2 separate regions of the Sus scrofa genome follow, and region 1 is linked to region 2. Evidence: chromatin contacts called from public HiChIP or PLAC-seq data. All regions are on one chromosome and are shown on one strand. The core of a region is the stretch at or near the end of the contact, and the rest is flanking DNA. Distances in the headings are between cores, read along the strand shown. Region 1 has its middle 28 kb from the start of TLR10. Region 2 holds the start of LOC106504622 (a long non-coding RNA gene).

Region 1 (5,048 bases), core at 1,658-4,157, 350 kb after region 2:
TGTAAGTCTCCTCGTGTCTTTTCATGACTTAACGGGACCCTGATTTTTTTTTTTTTTTTTTTTTTTTTTTTTAGGGCCACACCTGGGGCACGTGGAAATTCCCAGACTAGGGGTCAAATCAGAGCTGTGGCTGCCAGCCAGATCCAAGCTGAGTCTGCGACCTACACCACTGCTCACAGCAACGCTGGATCCTTACCCCATAGAGTGGGGCCAGGGATTGAATCTGTGTCCTCATGGGTACGAGCCAGGTTCATTACTGCTTTGCCACAAAGGGGACACCAGGACCCTGATTTTTAAAAGAATCTTTTCTACAGTAGTTTAGTCAATACTTGCAGATATTTATGCCTTAAGACTTTAGAGAAACATGATACGCTTCCACCCATTTCCTGAACCAGCTCGTCTCTTTTCCACCTTCTAGGTGGGTCCAGGGATCTGACTGAACCCATGGCCAACCATCTAGTCATGTATTTAGCGCCTATCATTGGCCACTGTTCCAATTACTATGGATGTGTGACAAATATCCCCAACACTTAGTGGTGCAGTAAAAACATTGGTTATGCTCACAGAATCTGTGGATCAAGAATTTGGATACAGCACACCAGGCACACTGTGATGTCTGAGGCCGCAGCTGGAGGCCTTGAAGGCTCATCCGCTCATCTCCCTGGCTGGCAGTTGACGCTGGATGTCAGCTGGGGGCACCACTGGCTTTCCTCATGGTTTAGTTAAGGCTTCCTCATAAGTTGGTGGCTGGTTTCCAGGGTTAATATCCCAAGGGAGAGAGCATCAGACAGAAGCCTTACTGCCTTTTATCATCTGGCCTTGGAAGCCAAACATTCTGCCGGATTCTAGGATTCTATTTATCGAGGCAGTCACAGAGTCCACCTTCCCCAACCCAGGTCTTGGGGGAGGAGAAATAGAAGCTTTCTCCTGATGGGGAGTGGAAACTTTATGGAGGAACGTGTAACACTGGAAATATTGCTGTTGCTATTTTTGGAAAATACAATCGCCTTTGTGTGGCAGGGACTTTGCCAGGTCCTAGGGATTTAGAGCAAAAAGCCACGGTTTCTGATCTCAGGACCAGAGGAAGGATAGAAGAGAACAGGTCAACAGCCTAGAACATTTTCAGTTCTAGGGTCGTGAATAACCAGGGTGCTTTGGAAAAGCATCATGACCCTTGGCATTCCCGTCATGGCTCAGTGGTTAATGAATCCGACTAGGAACCATGAGGTTTCAGGTTCGATCCCAGGCCTTGCTCAGTGGGTTAAGGATCCGGTGTTGCCATGAGCTGTGGTGTAGGTTGCAGACACGGCTCGGATCTGGCATGGCTGTGGCTGTGGTGTAGGCCAGCAGCTATAGCTCTGATTCGATCCCTAGCCTGAGAACCTCCACATGCCACGGGTGCGGCTCTAGAAAAGACAAAAAAAAAAAAAAAGAAAAAAAAAGAAAAGCATCATGACCCAACTTTGGAGTTCAAAAAAGTTTTGTCAGGGAAACTGTTTCAGGATCATATGCAAAATCTCATCTGAGTTTGTGAACATGCAGATGTGGATGTGCAGGATCCCACTGAACCCAGGCCACAGGGCTGCCTGGGGTCTCACACCACCCCCTGCACGTCCATCTTCCTTGGCCTCCTTGAGAGACGTGTGGGTGGGAACCTCCCACACCTCCTTCAAGGTGGCCCTATAGACCAAACCGTGCAGAGCCAGTGGCTCTAACCTGTGGGGCCTCCTGGGGTGGCTGACAGAGGCAGATGTCCTAGAATCAGGCGTGTTAGAACTGTGTTGACAACGGTCTGAGGTCAAAGACGGCAGAATCAGGTATGGGCTAAATAGTTCCATTCATACTTCCTTTCCCCTCCCCGCACCAGGCTCCAGAGAGGACTCAGGAGAGCACCGTTTGAAAAGAACTGGTCCAGTTTTTGCACCTTCCCTGTACAGACAGGAAACAGATTCAGAGAGATTCAAGGGACTGGACGAAGACGACCCACATCCAAGGTAGGTTTGGGGTTTTTTTTTTTTTTTTTTTCTTTTTTGGCTGCCCCGCAGCATATGGAGTTTCCAGGCCAGGGATCTGATCCAAGCCACTGTCGCGACCTAAGCTCCAGCTGCAGCAATGCCAGATCCTTAACCCACTGATCCAGGCTGGGGATAGAACCTGCATCCCAGCGCTCCCAAGATGCTGCCGATCCTGTTGTGCCACAGCAGGAACTCTGGTTTTTATTTTCAATTTTAAACACTAGGCAAAGCACTAGAAAACATTCCTTGGAAATGTGTGACCAAGTGTCTGAGGTGTGGTGGGGTTTGGGGGGCTTTTCAGTCAGTTCCCTAAATCATGAATTTGGGCGGGATGTCGCAGGGGTGGGTGTCCCTACCTCTGCTTAAGGGTTACCAGCCCACAGGGCTGAGGAGTTGGGTCCCACCCCCTCCCGCCCTCCCTCTCCCTCGAAGCCCTGCTGTAGGCTCAGTTCCCTCAGGGCTGAGAGAGGCGGTTGAGGCTGCATGAATAATATAGCCTTTTAATTTGCTTTTAATTACCGTGGCCTAGTAACCCTTCCAAAGACCCTTCCTGGAGAGTAGTTTTATTTTTCCACTTATTAAACTCATTCACTAGACTGGAAAAAGAATTCCCATCCCCCAAGACCGCTCATTTTCATTCTTCTAATTCTTTTTTTTTTTTTTTTTTCCCCAACACCAGGAAAGCAATGCGCGTAAAACCGAAGCCAAGTATATTGTGGTTTCTAACACAAGCCTGTTTGGAGCAGAAGCCCGTGGGATTGTTGCACTGCGGCCTCAGGGGACTGCCCCAGCGCCTGGGCCGTCAAAGGGAGGGGCCTGAATGGCCCTTTGATTCAGCCCCATCTGGGGGTGGAGGGTGGGGAAGGAACAGGCCTGTCACTTGACACTCTCTGTTGGGCTTGGCCCTGGGCCTCTTTCCTCACGCAGGCCTCCCCGGAGCCTGCAGGCTTCTCTGAGGATGGCCTGGCTTGACGACATGCTGCAAGGCCAGAAATTCCTTGCTCCTTGGGAAGAACACAAGCCATCTATGGGCTCCAGGAATTCCATTCGCTTTGAGAATGCTGCCCTTCATAAAGTTCCTCCTCCTAGCACACACACACACACACAGACACAGACACAGACATACAGACACACACACACAGAGACACACACACACACCCAGACAATGACACACACACATATATACACAGACACACACACAGACACACACACAGACACACACACACACACCCCCCCTTGACCTGCTTTAATAGGCCTTTAACCATATGTTTGCTGGTTGATTTTTTAAATATTTATTATTCTTGATATTTGCATGGAAAACTTAAGAGAATAAACAGGCAAATTATCAGCTCTAATGGAAGAGCTTAAGGTTAAGAGATGAATATTGTTATGCTTATAGCCTTGGATAGTGAAGGAGTTGGAGCACTGGCTCCAGCACGTATGATCTTAAACAATTTACTGAACCTCTCTGCACTTCTCTGGACTTCATCTCTCTCCTCTCTAAATAGTTAGACGAAAAGCTCCTTCACAGCGTCGTTGTGAGATTGAAGGCAGTGCATACACATAAAATGCTTGGAACAGTGCTGGCCCATAGTGAGGATTCAATGAATTAGCTGTTAAGATAAAGGTCACTGGCTTTGAGGTCAACATACAAAAACCGATTATAGTCAATAAATGGCAGCAAATCATTAAAAGACACCGTTTTAAAAAGACTGCATTTTATATCATTTAAAATAGCAGAAAACAAGATATCTGGGAATAAATCTGACAAGTAATGGTATACTTTAAGCAGAAAGTTATAAAATTTTAGTGAATGTAATTCAAGATGACCCAAATAAGTGGAGAGAGATTCTGTGTTCACAGAGAGGAAAATTTATTATCTTGAAGATGTTTTTAATCTTTTATTCAAAGAAATGCCAAACAAAATGTTGAGGGGTACTTTTAGAGTGTGTCTATATATATATATGGAACTTGACAAGCTGATTCTAAGTGGTAATTAAAGAGCAGATAATTGAAGAGTGGAGTATCAGCCAAAAGCTGACGAACAGAATAGTGAAACAAAACAGAGTCCAGAAAGACACTTCCTTATTTATGGAAACCCGATATGCAGCAAACGTGTTTTTACAGATCAGTTGGAATAGGATGAATTACTCAAAAAACAATGCTGGGGCAATAGGTCAGCCACTGGCAAAAATTCAAAATTAGATCCCTTACCCAGATCCTGGACTAAAGACTTAGAGGTGAAAAACCAAATTAAGAAGACAATGATGTTCCTGGGTCAAAGAAGAATTTCTTTTTTGTTTTCTCTTTCAGTTTTGAGATAAACTTAACATACAGCAAAGAAGAATTTCTTAAACAAGACTTGGAAAGCACACACTATGACGGAAAAGATAGATTCGATTGCGTTAAAATTAATTAAAATTAATTTCTGTTAATGTTTTATTATTTTTCTGGTTAACCCCGGTAAGTCAATGGTTCCAACTTCACGCTCTCCTTATAATGGGATAATATAAACCCATGGCTACCCTTTCTATGGTGACTTTGCAGTGGCTGCTGGTAGAGTAGGCAGACCATGCATGTCCACAACAGCATGAGCATGTGACTTTCATTGGCCAAAGGCCAATGGAATGCAGAGTAACCTATGTGAGGCTCAACCAGAAATGCCGAATGTGCTGGTGTGTTTTGCTTTGCCAGCTATCACCAGAAGAGCCTTCCCTAACTAGCAGCTGCTGTCTTCAAATGAGAGGTACAGGGAACAGACCTAACCAGACCTGAAGTCTGAAACAGAACCACCCTGGACCATCAACAGACCTGTGGGTTAGGAAAGTAACATTCTATTGCTACAAACCATTGAGATTTTGAGGATGGTTGGTTTTTGTTTTTTTGTTTTTTTAAACTTCAAAATGGTGAAGTGAATGGTATGTGAATTTTTTTTATTACTCAAATGAATTTATCACATCTGTAGTTGTCTAATGATCATAACAATCTGATTTCACAGGATTTCCATCCCACAGCCCAAGCATATCCCTCCAC
Region 2 (5,487 bases), core at 2,861-5,360:
TTTTAGGAATACATGGTGCTGACTTAAACCCCTTAGGCTTCTAATCCTCTCCCTTCCTATCCCAAAAGACCACAAACTAAGCAAGAGGCAAGAAAGGTGGTAAGATTTTTGGAAGGAGATTTCAAGAACTAGACAGGAAAAACAAGCAAATAAATAGCACAATGTGTCCTGACATGTTATTACGTTTCCCTTTAGGGTTTTTGTTTTTTTTTTTCCTCCTAGAAAAATATCCAGGATTTCGTCTCTTAGCAAAAATTTGGAAGGAAAGTTGGACATAAACCCCAGCGCTGTAAAACTTCCTTGTGCGGCCAACACTGCAGCGCTTTGCTCAGGTTCCCTCCAGAAGCCAACCTACAATGTGGCAGGTTTGTGCAGCCAGGAAGGGAGGTGCCTTCGGAGAGGAGGCGGGGCCGCTCCGGGCGCGGGCGGGGCCCCAGCTCCGCGCGCTCAGCCCCTCCCAGGCCGCGGGGGAAAGGAGGAGAGACCTACATTTAAAAAGGCAGGAACCAGCCTAGCGCCGAGATCCAAAAATGCCCGGTAAGAATTCCCAGTGGTGAGGTCAAATCGAGGTCAAAAGAATCACCTAATCATCTCTGGAAAGCCCCTAATTCAGGGGGTCGAGCCAGGCTGGCAACACCCCATACCATGAACTAAATCTGACTTGATCTTTAAAAACATAACCTAGGACTTTTTTTTTTTTCTTTTGCCTGAGCCAATTTTTCTGGTGGCATTTTTTGTTACTTCCTGTTTGTCACTGAGCTTCCTTACCCTACTTCCTCTTAGAGAGTTTAAATCACCTCCACTGGAAAAGGGAGGGTGTGTGTGTATGTGTGTTGGATTGGAAGGGGAAAATAATACCTCACATGAAGTGTTTATGTTATAAAACACTTTTCTGATACAGTTATATGCTTTCATTTCCTTTACACAACAACACTAGGAGATGAGCCATATCCTTATGCCCAAGTTATAGATAAAGAAACTGAGGCTTAAAATGGTTAAAGAGTCCAAGGTAACTCATCAAATCAAGGAGTAAAAGCGGAATCCGTGTCCCCGATTCTGAATCCAAACCTAAAGCTTTTGCATTTATTTAACTCTTAGGGGGAAGCCTACACTTAATATTGTATGCAAAATTCTGTTCAGGGAGGATCTATATTCAATCTTTAATTACAGAGCTTATTCCTGAAATGTAAAGAAAAAAACTGAGCTTGGGCCCTGCACCGAAGCAATGAAAAAATTCTTAAGGATCTCCTGTTTCATTTTTTGGCAGTTGCTCTGCAGTCTTACAACATGGCTCTTCCAGAGCCAGGCTGGGGCGTTCCTGGGTCTCCTGGAGCCAGGGGTGCGGTTGCCAGCATCAGGCAGTAGGGGGAGCATGCGTGCAGGCGGAGGAAAGCTGCTGAGGCTCAGGCAGGAAATGTCTGAGACCATGTCCTTAACAGGCCGGGGCTGGAAAAGTGTTGGTTTTTTTTTTTTCTTTCCTCCTGCTGACCGAATGCTTAGTACTCCAGGCTTCCCTGCAAGATCTGTGCTCACTGCCTTGTAGGGTGGGGAAAACCGTCCTCAGGGAGTTGTAGAACAAAGTCACCTCTCTGCCTACTGGGTCAAAGGAGCTAAAAGCTTCCACATTGCCACTGAGGAGGGGGCCCGGCCCTGGGCCTCTGCAGGTGGGAGAAGGCCTTGAGTGAAGACACAGAAGCCCAGACAGTCAGCTATCCCAGGTCCAAAACCTGCCAGAGAGAACAGGAGTTTGTAGAGTTGGTAGTAAGAGAATTACAATGTACACTGCAGGGGGGAAGAGATGTGGCTTTTTTACTGTATCTCTGCCTTCCAGAACAGTGCCGGTGGACGCTTGGCCTTCAGGTGCCTTTAATAAGGCACTCACGTTGACAGTCTGTTCACTTAAGGTGCATTTTGACAGGGGCCTTGAAGTCAGATGGAAAAGAAACAATACCTTTGGCACTGCATGGCCCGAAGCCCAGGGAGAGCCTGGGGAGGAGTTCTGAAGCATGCACTAGTTCTGGAATAACTGGGTGCTGACAGGTCATTTTTTCTCCATGGTGTAGCATTCTCTCATTTTTTTTTTTTCCTTCCTCAACCCAAACTATAATTTCTTAACCTGGGAAAGAAAACTTTTGCAGCAGGAGAGATAACCCGAGGGCTGGCTGGCAACAGCTTCCTTCCTAGTAAAAGAAAGAAGCAAAAAGTTCACTTTTGTCTCTACATTGGATTTGTATATAGAAGATAATTGATATTCTCTTGTGAATGGTGCTTATTTACAGAAAACATTGTTTTGGCCTTGGTTCCAAACACACATGAAATTTCACTCTAATTTGCATGCATCTATAATTTTTTTTTTTTTTTTTGGTTTAAAATGGTGACTTCCCAAGGGTATTTTTCTAGACCAGCAGAAAAGACTGAACCAAAGTTTCTTGTAAAACTACCGTGCAAGAGTTCCCGTCATGGCGCAGCGGAAATGAATCCAGCCAGGAACCATGAGGTTTTGGGATTTGATCCCTGGCCTCGCTCAGTGGGTTAAGGATCTGGAGTTGCTGTGAGCTGTGGTGTAGGTTGCAGACGTGGCTTGGATCCCATGTTGCTGTGTCTGGCATAGGCTGGTGACTGCAGCTCCGATTTGAGCCCTAGCCTGGGAACCTCCATATGCTGTGGGTACAGCCCTAAAAAGCAAAAACAAACAAACAAACAAAAAAGCTACTGTGCAGACACCTCTGCCTTTGTGCTATTCCAGGGGAAACCTCCACTCACTGTGAACACGTTTAAAAGATATAATCAGGGGAGCCAAGATGGAAATGGGCAAAATGGTAAGTTAATGGCAATCACGTTTTTTGAATTTTCATATTTCTTAGGGTTTCTCCTGAAATAGAGTGATAGCTATGAATCTCCGATGTAAAATGGTACCTGCGTGTTGACTTGGTATATTACAAGGAACTTGAGTGATCTTCTGAAATAGTTCTCATTTCTCATGGCCCAGCAAGAGTTTTACTTTACATTTGCCAACACTCTAGTGGAAATATTCAGTTGTGCATTCACCCCACATGGAGTTCCCTCTATGGGCTGGGCTTAGGACACCAAGGTGAGGACCCACCCTTGAGGAACTCAATCTGGGAAGCAAGACCTTACGTCCTGTTGGATGTGGGTTTTCATCTGGAAGTGACAAGAAGAGTGTTCTGAGAGCACGGAGGAAGAAAGACTTAATTCCATCTGGACGAGTTGGTACTTGCAGGAGTTAAGAGCCCAGGTGCTGGGTACAGGCTGCTACGATTGAATCCTGGCTTCATCGTTTTCTAGCTGTGTGACGGGGGCAAGTTTCTAAACCTACCCAAGCCCTGGTTTCAACATCTCTGTAAGGTGGGAAGAATAATGAGACCCACATCATGGATATTTTTTTTTCCCCTGTGGTTGTCAATGGGATGTACCAGCGCAAGCACTCGGTGTGTGTTGCTGAGGATCGCGGGGATGGCGGTGGGGGAGGTGGAGTGAAGATGAGGGCGAGGGGATGGAGAAGGCATCACAGATTCTACAGGGTCAGGAGTTCAGTGGGCAAAGGAGGAAAATGTGGAAGACGGAAGGACATTCCAGCTGGGGCCCTGTGTTGTGTTTTATAACAAGCCCCTGGGTGATTCTGATGCACAGTGATGGTCAAGGTCCACTGAGGCTTTTACGCAAGCGAACAACAAGCTTGGATTTTCATTTTTGGAGAGAACACATCAGTGGCTGTCGGAAGGATGGTGATGAGTCTTGAGCTCAGGGCATCGTGGGGGGAATATGCAGACAGGGAATGATGTCTGTAACAGCAGGGACACGAAGGGAGTGGGTGCCTGGAAGACATTAAAGCCTGGAGGGGACCAGATTGAAGGGTGGGGAAGAGGAGGAGGCAGGCCGAGTCCGGGGGATAGTGGACACAGGGCTTTAATGCCAGTGACTAAATGGTGCCTCTGCCGTCTTGCTGAGACCGCTCATTTGTCCCTCCCTCTGCCTCCTTCATCACTGCCAAAGTGACTGACAGCACAGATTGGCATCCTTGCAGGAGGTCTGGTTCTCCTCTGGAATGCACTGCTCTCTCCAGCCACAGCCGTCACCTCCCCCGTCGCCCCCCACGGTCCAGGGACTCATTCCACCAGCCGCGGTTACTGCCACATAGGCTGATGAGTCACTCTCCCAGAACAGCTGGTGGCCAACATACTTCTCTTGTCCACGGTTGGGGAGCACTTCCAGGCCCTGCCCCGAACCCTCCCCCACACCAAACCCTTTGGTGTGAGCTCCCTTGGCCAAGCCAGCCACCCACATCTCTGGGATGGGAGGGTCTCTGGTCCAAAATTATACTCCAATTACTGCCCTGTCTATATTTTAAGCGAGATGATTAACTCATTAGTGCTTTATTATTGCCACATCTAAGGTAGAGCGACTGTAGGAGTGAAGACAGTAGTGCTGCCGTTTTGGTAGAAATGCGGATTCCTGAGTCCTGCCATAGACCTCCTGAACCACTGGGGGGTCGGGGGGTGAGGTTAGAAACCAGGGAATTTATATTTTTAATGAGCAGCCCTGATGAGTCTTCAATTACCTAAAAAGCGATAGTGGTGGCCCTGGAATTTCTTTTGTACTATTTCCTACCCACTCTGCAGCTGGAATGACCTTACACTCTTGGGGGCCCTTCTAGCTTGCTTGGAGAAAGCTAGGGCCTCCTGTCCAGGGGGACACCCATCGCAAAGCTACCAGCTCAGCCCTATTGTTGCCCTGTTCCTTTTCTTGATCCATTAGAGGCAGCCTGCAAATTATGCACATGCACAGGCAGCAAGTCCAACATATCTGCTTAAAAAAACCAGGCATTCTCATATTTGAAATAACAGTGTTGGCTTACATTGCAATAGTCCTCTTTCAGAAGATAAATTTGCTGTACTCCCAGATTTCAAAGAGTCGTGTGGACTTATCACCCATAAGATGTTTATAAAATTATTTTCCTTGGTCGGAGTAATGAATTGCTCCTAAATGAAGTCCCCTCTCACCTTTCCCTCCAACCCCTTTCCCCCATGACTCATCAAGGCCAAGTTCAGCCAAGCGATCTGTGCCACCAGACCTCAGCTGGATACCATCCATGCACAGCTAACTGAGCCCCTGATGACATCACAGGAAGGCACCATGGTCAACGTGCTTTGAAAGAGGAGTGACAGGCATGTAGGTTCAAAAAGGATTCCAAAAAAGAAATTCGTTAGAGGGCTCTGGGTAATTGGTTTGGTTTCCTAGTTGAGCAAGTTTCCCAGAGGTGAGTGTTCACTGGGTTGAGAGCTGAGGGGATAGAAGGAGGAAAAGGCATGAGCCACACCCTTGCAGAGCCTAAGGTAAGGCTGGCAAGACGAGACATGCACTCCAAAATTCAACCCCAATACAAGGCAGTAAATGTTAACGAGTGATTGGACCTCAAATGCTGGCGCCTTTCAGAGGAGCGGGCGAGAGATCGCCTAGGGCTGGAAG

The links. HiChIP or PLAC-seq counts read pairs in DNA pulled down with a chosen protein or histone mark.
Region 1: an H3K27ac HiChIP or PLAC-seq map of skeletal muscle shows a contact between it and region 2, with 6 times the contacts expected there. The contact joins two enhancer-like sites. A contact is called at or near these places in 6 of 47 Hi-C or Micro-C datasets (brain, epiblast stem cells, fetal heart ventricle and 3 more) and 2 of 2 datasets of contacts at active chromatin or transcription factors (alveolar macrophages and skeletal muscle).

The regions. Positions count from the first base shown.
Region 1 is chr8:30,104,509-30,109,556 of Sscrofa11.1, forward strand. No RefSeq gene overlaps it. Among named protein-coding and RNA genes, the nearest start is that of TLR10, 28 kb to the right of the region's middle. Within about 2 kb of position 2,908, at least 33 of the 83 cell types and tissues checked have an H3K27ac peak or open chromatin away from gene starts, as enhancers often do. A contact at or near this core is called in skeletal muscle, where this site is marked.
Region 2 is chr8:29,756,076-29,761,562 of Sscrofa11.1, forward strand. LOC106504622 (a long non-coding RNA gene) reads left to right here and starts at 462. Exons shown (of 3, transcript XR_002346602.1): 1 at 462-537; 2 at 2,747-2,819. Within about 2 kb of position 4,111, at least 17 of the 83 cell types and tissues checked have an H3K27ac peak or open chromatin away from gene starts, as enhancers often do. A contact at or near this core is called in skeletal muscle, where this site is marked.